Linked DNA regions of Mus musculus: region 1 is linked to region 2. Evidence: chromatin contacts called from public HiChIP or PLAC-seq data. All regions are on one chromosome and are shown on one strand. The core of a region is the stretch at or near the end of the contact, and the rest is flanking DNA. Distances in the headings are between cores, read along the strand shown.

Region 1 (6,754 bases), core at 2,141-4,640, 490 kb after region 2:
GGGCACAGGAGGATGCCTAACATTCAATCAGTGTGTGAATGGTGGGCACAGGAGGATGCTTAGCATTCAATCAGTCTCCGCCTTATTCTTTGTTGAGGTGCCTAGTCCAGAGTCAAGCTTCAGGGCCACAGGTCAGAGCTGAACGTCACAGTCTAGTCCCAGCATAGGAGCAAAATGTAAAGAACATGGATGCAGTGGAGGGGAATGGGAGGCTGGGTCAAGATAGACAATGGGAAAGCAAACGGATGGCAGGTCCAAGTGGATGGGCCAGCGGGTGGTAGTTCCAGAAGGCGTGCCACAGTGGGAATGGATCTAAGCTCCAACTCCTGGGACAGTCTGCAATTCTCTGGCTGTCAGTCCTGTGACACACACACCATGTGGCCAGATGACAGGCTGGTGGAGGCTGTTACCATCATGATGTTAGCTCTTCTCTTTATGGGGTCCAGGTGAGAGTGCTGATGCATTCAGTAAGTTCTTGGACCTATTTGTTTTTAGATGATTTAAACATACTGATGTGCTCATATGGTCCCAAGTCTGTCCTGTTTGTTTTTCATTTTTTTTAAATACATTTTTGGGATGTCATCCTTTTATACATTTAGACAAAAGTTATTAACCATCTGTGCCTATGGTTGGTGCCAGACAGAGTGCCCACCAAGGTACAGAGTCACCCCATCTCTGTGTTTGCATTCAGAATGTAGTTAAAACTACTTGTGCAATGGAGTCTCCCAGGGAAAGGCACAACTTGTAAAACTGTTGTTTTACACAACACCAAGATAGAATTGGGCACAGTCTGATCTCAAGTGTTACGTATGAGAGGATTTCCTGAGGGGGGATAAGTTCTGAAGGGGTGGGAGTCCCCCCTCCCCCCATGACTAGGACAGTGCATCTCAGCTGGACACTGGAGGCTTTTCCTTCAGAAAATAAGAGCTGGGATGATTCTTCTAAGGAGTACTTCTTGTTTTCATCATGACCATGACATCACCATGACGTTAGTGGATAAATGTATCCACCAACTCATCTCTACAGTCTTGTGCACAAAGGCTATGGAAGACAGAAAGTTTAGGGGGCATCGGGGAAGTTTTCCTATTTTTTTTTTCACTAATTTTTTTCTCTACCCAGGCATAACAGTGGAGTGCTCTTTCTCTGCTGCAGAGGGAGAAAGTGAGGCTCAGAGAGGAGTAACTGGCTCAGAACACATTGCAGATGAATGAAAACACTGGGACCGGAAGCCAACTGTAGTGTGTCTCATTTTGGTTCACTGTCTATTTAGTATAACTGGATAGTAAAGGATAGGGACTCCTTAGAGACGGGGTGGGGGTGGGGGCTCACTCACGCCAAAGGATTGGATGCATCTCCAATTGAGAATTAGTGATAATTTAGTCAGGGGGTAGGGTCTGAAATTGGTTTGTGAGTAAGAGATAAGAATCTAGACAAAACTAGACATTGGAAAGAGCAATGTTTGGTTTTGTTTTCCAGATTTCTTTTTGAGACAGACAGGTTCTTTCTATGTAGCCATGGCTAGACTGAACTTGTTATATGGACCAGGCTGGACTCGATACTCACAGCAATCCTCTTGCCGGTGCTCCTAAATACTGGGATTTACAATTGTGTACTACCACATCCACCTTGTCCATTTACAAATGTATACTAGCACACCCACTTGGGAGGCTAAGGCAGGAGGATTCTGAGTCTGAGCCTTTGAGGAGGTTGGGTCAAGCTTAGAGAGGTGAAGTACATAGCTTATGGCCGTGACTTGCAGTGGTAGACCTCACTGAATGAGTGACCACTTTCCACCACCCTTCATTGTTTCTACAGAAATCCAGCAACTCTTGTGAAGGCTCTGGGATGGAGTAGCAGAAGGCAGACAGACTACACACAAGTAAATATATACTCCTTAATTGTGAACCACCTTTTACTGGCCTTGTCTTTTGTCTTTTCTGTTGCTCATACTGAAACCCAGTTGACCTTAAATTTACTTCCTCATTCTCTGTGGTGTTGACATTACAGCATTGTCTCTTAACTCTGTGAGCATAGTATCTTTTACAAATTTATTTACTTATTTTCATTTGTGTGTGTGTGTGTGTGTGTGTTCCTGCTTGTCAGTAAGTGTCCCATGTGTGTTCAGTGCCCTTGGAGTCTGGAAGAGGGTGTTGGATCTCCTAGAAATGGAGTTACAGTCAGGTGTAAGCTGACCAGTGTAGGTGCTGGGAATCAAACCTGGGCCCCCTGGAAGAGCAGCCAGTGCTCCTAACCACTGAGCCATCTCTCCAGCCCTGAGCACACATGACAAGCATGTCTGCTCAGTTCTCTAAAAACTAGTAAAAAAAACGTCACCGCTTTCATCGTATCCTCAGTGGCCAGATTAACCAGCTCAGAATCTGTGCAGTTTCTCAGTAGCTTATCCTGTTTGTCTTTTGGATTCTTCCCTGCTTTTCAGCCTATGTTTTAGATAGGATAGATACGAAATCAACAGTGAGTTAGTGTTAATCATTTCCTATGTCATATTGACTAGGTACCTGGGCTCCCTGGAGTTGAAAAGCTGGATCTATTATTTATTTTCTATTTATATTTTTAAAACAAAACAGTGTATATTTATGGTGTATGGCAAAACTCTGACATATTTACAACAGACAGATGAACACATGCGTCTCTACACATAGCCTCTACTTTATATTTATGTGGTATGAGCACCTGAAATCTCTCAGCAAATTTCCGGTGCCCGCACGGTGTGACTAATCGCAGTCCCCATGCTATGTTTTAGATCTGCAGACTTGTTTGTTCACCCTGATTGCAGCCTTGTGTACCCTCTGACCACCATCTCTCCATGCCCTCACCTCTCTGCCGCTCACAATGGCAGATCTACCCCTTGCTTCTTAAGACCGAGTGCATCCGTGAAGTCATGAAGCATCCTTTCCCCCACTCTGCTCTCTTGCTGATTAGCGACTTCAGGCAACTTGCTGATTTCCTTTGGTCCTAAGTCACTTCCTCTGTAGATTGAGAAGCTGCACAGACTCTGAGTGAGTTAATCTAGCTATTGAAGAGATGATGAAGCTGTGAAATCTTCTGACTAGTTTTCAGAGAGCTGGACAGTACACTTGTCGTTGTTGTATAGGGAGTTCACAAACCTGGCAGCTTTGGTGCGCTTCTGAGTCCTCGCCAGCTCTCATTAATCCCAACACCTGTGCTGCGTGCTCACCTAAACCTCTCGGATAGGCTCACATCCTTCCAGACACATGCTACCCTGTCCTGTCCTGGCTTAGGCTTTGTTTTCTTTTCTTTCTCTTTTTGACTCTTTTCCCAAGCTGAGCTGGCTCTCAGCCCAGTCAATGTGACGTTATGAAGCCGGCTGCAGCCAAAGAAACCGAAACCCCATTTCACATGGATTCCAGTGCTTTAGTCAGTCGTGGGGTTTCCCCATGACTGTGTGGGTCAGGTTTCTCTCCTGGCCACTCCTATCATAGTGTCCGAAGTAGGGAAAATCCATAGTCTCTAGGCATCTGGGCTCCCAGCAGAAGCCAAAAGGAAAGTCATTTCCTGCACGGCTTTAACTTTCTCCATATGCAAACTGGAATCTGCTTCTTGATTGGATCACCTTCTGCTTCCTTACCTCTGGGACAGCAAGTAGCTGGTGGCTCAAGCCATCTGCTTGCAGAGGGCCCTACTGACAAGGTGACAGCATCACAGTCATCACCCATGTCTCTAGTTGCCTGCCCTCATAATAGCTCCAACCACATTCAGACCAGAGGCTTGCACCCGGGCCTCCACTAGCTCTTCTCACCTTCACCACACAGGACAGCTCGGCACACCCACTTGCTCTCTGAAGCTGGAGACCACATGCGGTGTGTTTGTGATGGGAACTGTGCTTGGGTCACAGGGGAGCCCCCACAAGGTGGTGCGAGTGTGAGGCCTGGGGGAAGCACGTGATCAGTGTTTGTTGACAGATAATTTTAGGCCCCCTCTTCTATGAGAGGAATGCATTTTTATTTTCTTCTTCATATTGGTTTGAGGATTCCTTTTTGTCTTTATTTATTTATTTTTTGTTTGCTTGTTTGTTTCTTGTTTCATATCCCTCATGAAATTCCTTATCCTTTATTCTCTAGGAAAGCTTATTGCCAGAGCATGACCCCTCAGTTCTGCAGTCTTCCCCCCCCCCCCAGAAGGAAGTCTGATGGGGCAAGGAAGACTTGCATTTGAAATCAGTCAGCACTTGCGGTCTCTGTGCCTTTGGACAGATGGTTAAATCGACTCCTCGGTTTCTCTCATGGAAATTGGGCTGAGAACACCCAGTTCTAGGATACCCAGGATGATCAAGTGGAGGCAATCAGAAAATGGCCTATTTCTGGCTCTACGTAGAAACTTAGAAACCTGCCCCCCCCAAATGTCCAGGCTCCAGCGTTTACTTCCTTACTGTTCTCTCTTTCCCAATAAAGAATTCACTTTTGAAGGCACAGAGTGAGAAGTGACAACTTGGACAGTGATATCCCATCAGCCCTCAGTGTCAGCCTAGACCCTTGAGAAATCATTCTACCTAGGGGGGAAAAAAAACAAAACAGTTTTGAGTCAAACTAGCCCTGAATACTCTGCCAACCACTGCTCTTCTTCCTTCCTGGCATATCCCTTTTAGACGATTTTGACAGACAGGTATATAAAGGAAGTGATAAAAGTCTCTGCATTCCGTCCCTCTTTTGATCTGGCCCCAAAGTCCCTTGGCTCCTTACTACTTCCTTCCAGAGGTGGAGGTCTTCGAACCCCTGTTTTCTATGCTGCCTCCGCTTCCTCCACTGCCCACCCCTCAGCCCCTCAGCCCCAGAGCCTTCTACCCTCAGAACCTCCCTAGGTCTGTAGTGTTAGGAATGCCAGAGTGGGTAGGGAGTCCCCCTGGGGAATTTTGTTAGGTTGGCGTTTGGAAATTCTGTACTTTAATCATTCCTCATAAAGTCAGCTTTTGGATGTGAAGAGAGCAAGGGACCCGGATGTAGTGGGCATAGATTCTATCCAGTAGGCTGCTAAACCTAGCTGTGAGGTTCTGTCAAACCTCTTGTGAGTCGCAGTTTCTTCAACAAGGAAGTAGGGGTATAACAGCACTGCCTTGAAGCCCCGTCCTTCTCATTTCAAAGATAAACTATTTGGTGATTTTTAGTCCATAGAAGGGATTTGGAACAGGAAGCTCACTTCCCCTAAACTCAGCCCACAGCACTTCTCCTGTGGGTGAGGCTGAAAGGGTCTTTTTTCCCTTTCATCTTTCAGGGGCCCAGAACTCACTCTACCACTTCCTTAGGCAATTCTGTGTTTCTTCACTTACCCACTGTTCCACGCAGTCACTCAGCTCTTCCCAGCCACCGCCTATCCATCCCTCAGCTACCCATCTCTACATCTCCTGCTGTTAACATGTGCTGTTCATAAATGGGTAAAGCACATTTGTTGACTCAGTATATGATGTGTTGGGGGTGGTGTGCAGTGGTTCACAGAAAGGTCAGAACACAGGAGAAGCTGGCTTAGCGCAGGGGCAGGTGTCAGAGTGCCATCGTTTAACTGGACACACTCTGTTGTTATAACACTAAGGATTCCCAAGCTTAGGGTATGATCTATTAGTTTGGCCATTTGCTTGCTATAAGAAGGCATCTGATATGTAAGACCACTGAGAACAAATGTCCCGGGAGGAGGGATGATTCTAGGAAAGGGTGTCAGGGTGACAAGGTGACACTGAGACCACAGCATGGGTGCTGTGCAGAAAACTAAAACAGATAAACTAACCAATGCCACACCCACTCACCACCTTGTAGCCATTCACTCACATCCGTCTCTTCATCTGTTTCCTCTGGCAAACACTATGCCTTCATTGAATATCCATCATGTTCTAAAAAACAAGCTAAGCACTGAGATACAGTAAGCGTGCTTTCTGTTGCTGTGATAGACACCACAACTGAAGTGAGTTGGGGAGGAGATAGTTTATTTCATCTTACATCTTTTTTTTTCTTTTTTTTTCTTTTTTAGATTTATTTTATTATTATATGTAAGTACACTGTAGCTGTCTTCAGACACACCAGAAGAGGGCATCAGATCAGATCTTATTAAGGATGGTTGTGAGCCACCATGTGGTTGCTGGGATTTGAACTCATGACCTTTGGAAGAGCAGTCAGTGCTCTTACCCGCTGAGCCATCTCTCCAGCCCCTTCATCTTACATCTTACAATCCACCATGAAGGGAATTTAAGGCAGAAACCAAAACCAAGACCATGGAGGAATGCCACTTACCGGCCTGCTCTCTGAATGGCTTCTTCTGGTTCCATTTGATTTGATTTTCTTAGACAACTCAGGACAACTTGCCTAGGGTTAACACTACCCCTAGGCCTCCAGTGAGGAGGCTCTAAGGATCTCCTCATAAGGGACTCATCCACAGAGCTAAGACATGAGCATACAGGGAAGGAGTATACAGATAACTGTGCACTTGGAAGGCTGTCTAAAACCACACTGCTAGAGACAAAGCCACCTCATTCTAGGTGTGGGACAGTAAGAGATGAATGAACGCTTCATACCACCAGAAGGTTGCTTATCCTAGGGAAGCAAAGAATGAAGCTAAGATTTGGCACACAGTGGACAAAGGGCAGCTTACTTTCTTCATCCAGAAAATGGGAAGAAAAACCCTTAGAATCTCTTCCTTGTCTGCTTTAGCGCACTGCTGTGGAGGTGAAATGAGTTAATGTGGAGTCACTTTCCAAATGCCAAAAGGAGAACTTGACTCACCATAGTTACCT
Region 2 (6,683 bases), core at 492-2,991:
TCAGCTGAAACCATCTTGGTTTAAACTGAAACTGACCCCGGCCCCCACCCACACCTTTTCTACCCCTGCCATGGAAAGCCCTGTGTCGGGGGAAAGCCCCCCACCATGTTCTAGAAACTCGAGGTGGAAATGCCCAAGCTGACTGTATATTTTTGACTCTTGTTAGACTGCTTGCTTGCTTTATGCTTTATTTTTCCCTGCAACTGCAACAAGGATGTAGTTTTTCTGTGTTGTCTTTAAAATCTCCCAGTAGTTCCTCCTATGGGGCTGCAAACCCCTTCAGCTCCTTGGCTCCTTTCTCTAGCTCCTTCAATGGGGATTCTATGTTCAGTCTAATGGATGGCTGTGAGCATCCACCTCTGTATTTGTGAGGCAGTGGCAGAGCCTCTCACTAGCCAGTACCCGCAGAGCTCCCAGGGACTAAACCACCAACCAAAGAGCACACATGGTGGGACTCATGGCTCCAGCTGCATATGTACCAGAGATGGCCTACTCAGACATCAGTGGGAGGAGAGGCCCTTTATCTTATGAAGGCTCTATGCCCCAGTGTGGGGGAATGCCAGGGCCAGAAAGCAGGAGTGGGTGGGTTGGTGAGCAGGGGGAGGGGATGGAGGAGGGTATTTTTTCTGAGGGGAAACCAGAAAAAGGCATAACATTTGAAATGTAAATAAAGAAAATATCCAATAAGGAAAAATCTCCCTGTAGGGCTGGAGAGATAGCTCAGAGTTTAAGAGCATAGACTGCTGTCTTAGTCAGGGTTTCTATTCCTGCACAAAACATCATGACCAAGAATCAAGTTGGGGAGGAAAGGGTTTATTCAGCTTACACTTCCATACTGCTGTTCATCACCAAAGGAAGTCAGGACTGGAACTCAAGCAGGTCAAGAAGCAGGAGCTGATGCAGAGGCTTGGATGGAGGGATGTTACTTACTGGCTCCCTTCCCCTGACTTGCTCAGCCTGATTTCTTATAGAACTCAGCACTACCAGCCCAGGGATGGCACCACCCACAAGGGGTTCTCCCACCCTTGATCACTAATTGAGAAAATGCCTTATAGCTGGATCTCATGGAGGCATTTCCTCAAGGGAGGCTTCTTTCTTTGTGATAATTCCAGCTTGTGTCAAGTTGCTACACAAAACCAGCCAATATAGCTGCTCTTCCAGAGGTCCTGAGTTCAGTTCCCAGCAACCACATTGTGCCTCATAACCATCTATACTAGGGCCTGAGGCCCAATTCTGGAATGCAGGTAGACAGGTAGGAAGAATACTATATACATAATAAATAAACTAATAAAAAATTCCCTGAAATGTGCATTTGAGGCTGTTCTGTGAGAAGTGTATCTCTCCAAGCCTAATTTAAACTTTGATCATGCTGAGTGGTCTTTGGGTCTTGACCCCCCAACAACAGCAGTCCAAATATATTGAGAGTCCTTGGTTCAAAAGAATAGCCCTTTATTTCAGTACATAATCTCTTTATTTGTAGACCTGAAGAGTTAGACTCCGGAGATACTCCATTTATGCTTTAAACTTTCTGGCAGCCATGGGATACTGAGTATACCCACAAAAGGCTCAAATAGCCCAACATATGGCAATATATTAGAAAACACCCCAACTCAGGACAGCAGGCTTTGTCTCATGACAAAAAAGGAAGCCATCCTAGAAATAGGGCCACCCCTTGCCCTGGAACTTCCCAAAAATTGTCAGATCACATTTGGCACATGAATGTTACTCATGTCCCTAGCTTAGGGAGGCTGAAATATGTTTGTGTCATTGTAGACGCTGACTCACTCAGTGTTCATTTTTGCCGTTCCCCTTTCAGGAAAAGCAGTGAAGAATATTTTTATGTTTTTACTCAGAGCTTTTGCTGTTTTAGGTCCCTGCAAAATGTTAAAAGCAGGCGATGCTCCTGCATACATTGCCAAGCCTTTTCAACAATTTTGCCAACAGTTTGGCATAACCTATATCCCAGGCATCCCATATAACCCCCAGAATTCATCTTTTAGGAAAGAGCTAAAGGATAACTTAAACTTTATTTAAAAATAAAGGAGAGGGAGAAAGGTAATATGGCTACTTGTCACAATATTTTATCTTCTATTATATATACTTTTTACATTTGGGTAAGGATGGCCTCTCTGCTGTAGAACATTTTTAACCTCTCCAGAGAGAAATTCAGGGTCCTGGTTCATTGGAGAGATGCTATGCCTAGCCAACTGAATCACAGGGTTACAGCAATTCATTGAAGCTATGGCTATCTTTGTGTGTTTCCCTCAGGCTGCTAAAAAGTTGGTGTGGACAACTGAAAGACTAACTAGACCAGTGGAAGTCAGATGAAGAGCTTCTAAGGTGTTTGCAAAGGCTATACCTGAAGAAAAGGATGAGACTGGGGCGAAAGGATTGTGGAGCCATGAAGAACAAGGTCTCTCTATCAACAATGACTCTGAGGAGGAAACTAGTGACTGGGGAGAAAGAATTGATGAAGTCTTAGGTGTGCCTGCTGAGTTGCTGTTTCTTACTATGTGTCTTTGTTAAATGCATCTGTTCCTGATGAAACATACATAACATAGCATAACATAACATAACATAACATAACATAACATAACATAACATAACATAAGCTGTGCTTATATGTCTGGTCTTCTTTTGCTTCATTTGTTAACTGGGAAGAGAATAATATTCCTATTCATGTCAGTGACTCTGAGGTCTTGTTGGTGCCCCCATAGCTAATCTTATTATTCCCCAAGCTAAGATGGTCATATGATAATTTGAGTATGTTCAGACCTTGCACAATGCAATGTAAACCACTTAACATTCAAAGTCAGTTGGATTACCCTCTCCCATTGCTGCAGAAAACATGGCCAAGATATTTACTATGATATTTTTCTGTTTCTAATTGGTCTTCTACACTCTGTTTCATAGTGATGTGTCTGAGAAGTTTTTTTGTTGGTTTTGCTGGGACGCATTATAGCCTTAGTATTGATTTGTTATTCCATGTCTGTTTGAAGATTGTCTTGCATAGCCTAAAATTAAAAACCAAAACCTGGGAATTACAAGGAACCATGGTGTCAGTCTGGCCTAGCTGAACGTGAGAGGCATGTGTTATAGGTTTTTCAGGTTGGAGTCCATGGCTCCTGGGGCACAACTTGCCTTCCTGTTGCTGAGAGACTGATGCACTCCCTCAGGCAGTAAAGCATCCAGGTCACTTTGTTTTTCTCTGCTGTGTTCCTTTAGTAGTCAATGAGGCATGGAAACTTGACAGGACAATTAGTCTTAGAGGCCAGTCTGTGTAGCCTATAATGTTTGCAATCATCATTGTATCCTGGCAACAACAAATGTATTGACTGGCAATTGGCACTATATTCTGTTTCTAATAAAGGGATAAAAAGCCTGATTGATCTCGATAACATTGTCACAGCCTCCATCATATTGTGTCCCCTCCAATGGGTCTGGTTTACTTCCTTGAGACCATACTAGCTGACCTTGGTCTGGTAAGTAAGCGGGGTGCTTACAGACAGCCCTCACAAGCATCAAATCCACTTCCAGGATATGTGGAGACAGGAGTTCCTCCAGCAGGTGAATGATGGGCAGTGGCTAAGCATTGGAAAAGCTTGGAAATCTATTAGTAAAAGCTGAGCTACTATTCAGGCTGCATATCAGGAAACATTCACAGGTCAGGGAGTCAAAGTGTTGCCTATCACAGCCTCCGGGTGAGGAAACATCCAAAGAAACTGTCAAGGAGACCAAAAAGGACAGATACTAACCAATAAAGATGCAGAATCTGACAGAATCTGGGTTCAGACTGGGAAGTGCTTAAATGCTAGTACAGCTCTTGGTGACTGGAAACAAATCTTATCCATTGAGATTATCTCAGAATTTGATAATTCTGAGCCTGAGGTATCTGTATAATATTTGAGTCACAAGGCCATCTTTTACTGCTATAGAGCTTTAGGACATTGATGTTCCAAAGGTGTATAGTATTCTCACTGCCACTCCTATAGTAGGCAGATTAATGCTGAAGAGTGAGGACAGGTGCTCTGCCTACATTGACCATAGTCCTGTGGTTTCTTCTCACGCTCCTATACTCCTCTGAGTCATCCCCAGCAAGATCATTTGCCACCTGAGTGGATATGATCTGAAGAGCTCAGAAGGATGAACCAGGAGTAACTGGGACCAGTGGGACCCAGGCATCCAGGAACTCCACCTGACTAGTGGCACAGGTTCCTTCCAGTCTGGACCAGTGCCCTGAGCAGACCTTGGGTGCGAACTCCTAAGCAAGTCATACAACACCCAGAAAAAGCTCCACTCCCATGTGCTCTAACATGGCCAGGTCCACAGTATCCCAGGATCCCAGGATTCCAGGAGCTTGGTCACACCAGGATCTCAGGGTCCCAGAGGCAGCTTGACTCCCAGGAGCTCTGACACACACAGGATCTCAGTATCACAGGATCCTAGAATCTCAGGATCACAGAGACAGCTGAACTCTGAGGAGTTCTGACACTACCAGGATCACAGGAAGGACAGGCTCCAGTCAGATATAGTGAGGTCAGGTAGCACTGGAGATAATCAGATGGCAGAAGGCAAGCATAAGAACATAAGCAACAGAAACCAAGGTTACTTGGCATCATCAGAACCCAGTTCTCCCACCATGGCAAGTCCTGGATACACCATCACACTGGAAAAGCAAGATTTGGATCTAAAATCTCTTCTCATGATGATGATAGAGGACATTAAGAAGGGTATAAATAACTCCCTTAAAGAAATACAGGAGAATTCAGGTAAACAGCTAGAATCCCTTAAAGAGGAGACACAAAAATCTCTTAAAGAATTACAGGAAAACACAATCAAACAGGCAAAGGTAATGAACAAAACCATCCAAGATCTAAAAATGGAAATAGAAACAATAAAGAAATCACAAAGGGAGACAACCCTGGAGTTAGAAAATCTAGGAAAGAGATTAGGAGTCATAGATGCAAGCATCACCAACAGAATACAAGAGATAGAAGAGAGAATCTCAGGGGCAGAGGACACTATAGAAAACATTGACACAACAGTCAAAGAAAATGCAGAAAGCAAAAAGCTCTTAACCCCAAACATCCAGGAAATCCAGGACACAATGAAACCTAAGGATAATTGGTATAGAAAAGAGTGAAGATTCCCAATTTAAAGGCCCAGGAAATATCTTCAATAAAATTATAGAACAAAACTTCCCTAACCTAAAGAAAGAGATGCCCATGAACATACAAGAAGCCTACAGAACTCCAAATAGACAGGACCAGAAAGGAAATTCCTCCTGTTACATAATAATCAAAACACCAATGCACTAAACAAAGAGAATATTAAAAGCAGTAAGGGAAAAAGGTCAAGTAACATATAAAAGCAGACTTAACAGAATTACATCAGACTTCTCACTAGAGACTATGAAAACTAGAAGATCCTGGGCAGATGTCATACAGATCCTAAGAGAACACAAATGCCAACCCAGGCTACTATACCCAGCAAAACTCTCAATTACCATAGATGGAGAAACCAAGATATTTCATGACAAAACCAAATTTACACATTATCTTTCCACAAATTCAGCCCTACAAGAATAATAAATGGAAAACACCAACACAAGGAGGGAAACTACACTCTAGAAAAAGCAAGAAAGTAATCTTCTTCCAACAAACCCAAAAGAAGATAGCCACATAAACGTAATTCCACCTCTAACAACAAAAATAACAGGAAGTAACAATCACTTTTCCTTAATATCTCTTAACATCAATGGACTCAATTCCCCTAAAAAGACATAGACTAACAGACTGGATACCTAAACAGGATCCAGCATTTTGCTGCATACAAGAAACACATCTCAGTGACAAAGGCAGACACTATCTCAGAGTAAAAGATTGGAAAGGAATTTTCCAACAAATGGTCCCAAGAAACAAGCTGGAGTAACCATTCTCATGTCGAATAAAATCAATTCTCAACCAAAAGTTATCAAAAAAAGATAAGGAAGGACACTTCATACTGGTAAAAGGAAAAATCTACCAAGATGAACTCTCAATTCTGAATATCTATGCTCCAAATGCAAGGGCACCCACATTCATAAAAGAAACTTTACTAAAGCTCAAAGCACCCATCACACCCCTCACAATAATGGTGGGAGTCTTCAACACCCCACACTCTCAGTAATGGACCGTCATGGAAACAGAAACTAAACAGAGTCACAGTGAAACTACCAGAAGTTATGAACCAAATGGATCTAACATATTTATAGAACATTTCATCCTAAAGCAAAAGAATATACTTTCTTCTTAGCACCTCATGGTATCTGTAGTGGCTATTCCTGGTTGTCAACTTGACAATATTTGGAATGAACTACAATCCGGAATTGGAAGGCTCACCAGTGACCCTTATCTGGAGGCTTGGAGATCCTTATCTGGATCTTGGTTTGAAGATCTTGAGCCATAGTGGCTATGGATTCCAGAAGATTGAATCTCCGAGTTAAGGAACACACCTTTAATCTGGGCTATGCCTTTCATCTGGGATTAAAGGTGTGGTGGAACACACCTTTAATCTGGGCTACACCTTTTGCTGGAGACAATATAAGGACATTGGAAGAAGGGAGTCTAGCTCTTGCTCTTGCTCCTTCGCCTGCTTGCTGCGTGAGACTGAGTAACTGCTAGATCCTTGGACTTCCATTCACA

What was found. HiChIP or PLAC-seq counts read pairs in DNA pulled down with a chosen protein or histone mark.
Region 1: an H3K27ac HiChIP or PLAC-seq map of bone marrow-derived dendritic cells shows a contact between it and region 2, with 4 times the contacts expected there. The contact joins two enhancer-like sites. A contact is called at or near these places in 3 of 115 datasets of contacts at active chromatin or transcription factors (bone marrow-derived dendritic cells, bone marrow-derived macrophages and memory CD8 T cells).

Annotation. Positions count from the first base shown.
Region 1 is chr11:83,531,446-83,538,199 of GRCm38.p6, forward strand. It overlaps Gm32650 (a long non-coding RNA gene), which reads left to right. Exons shown (of 4, transcript XR_880077.3): 3 at 1,120-1,879. Among named protein-coding and RNA genes, the nearest start is that of Ccl5, 4.3 kb to the left of the region's middle. Within about 2 kb of position 3,391, at least 175 of the 459 cell types and tissues checked have an H3K27ac peak or open chromatin away from gene starts, as enhancers often do. A contact at or near this core is called in bone marrow-derived dendritic cells and bone marrow-derived macrophages, where this site is marked.
Region 2 is chr11:83,044,075-83,050,757 of GRCm38.p6, forward strand. No RefSeq gene overlaps it. Among named protein-coding and RNA genes, the nearest start is that of Slfn2, 18 kb to the right of the region's middle. Within about 2 kb of position 1,742, at least 38 of the 459 cell types and tissues checked have an H3K27ac peak or open chromatin away from gene starts, as enhancers often do. A contact at or near this core is called in bone marrow-derived dendritic cells and bone marrow-derived macrophages, where this site is marked.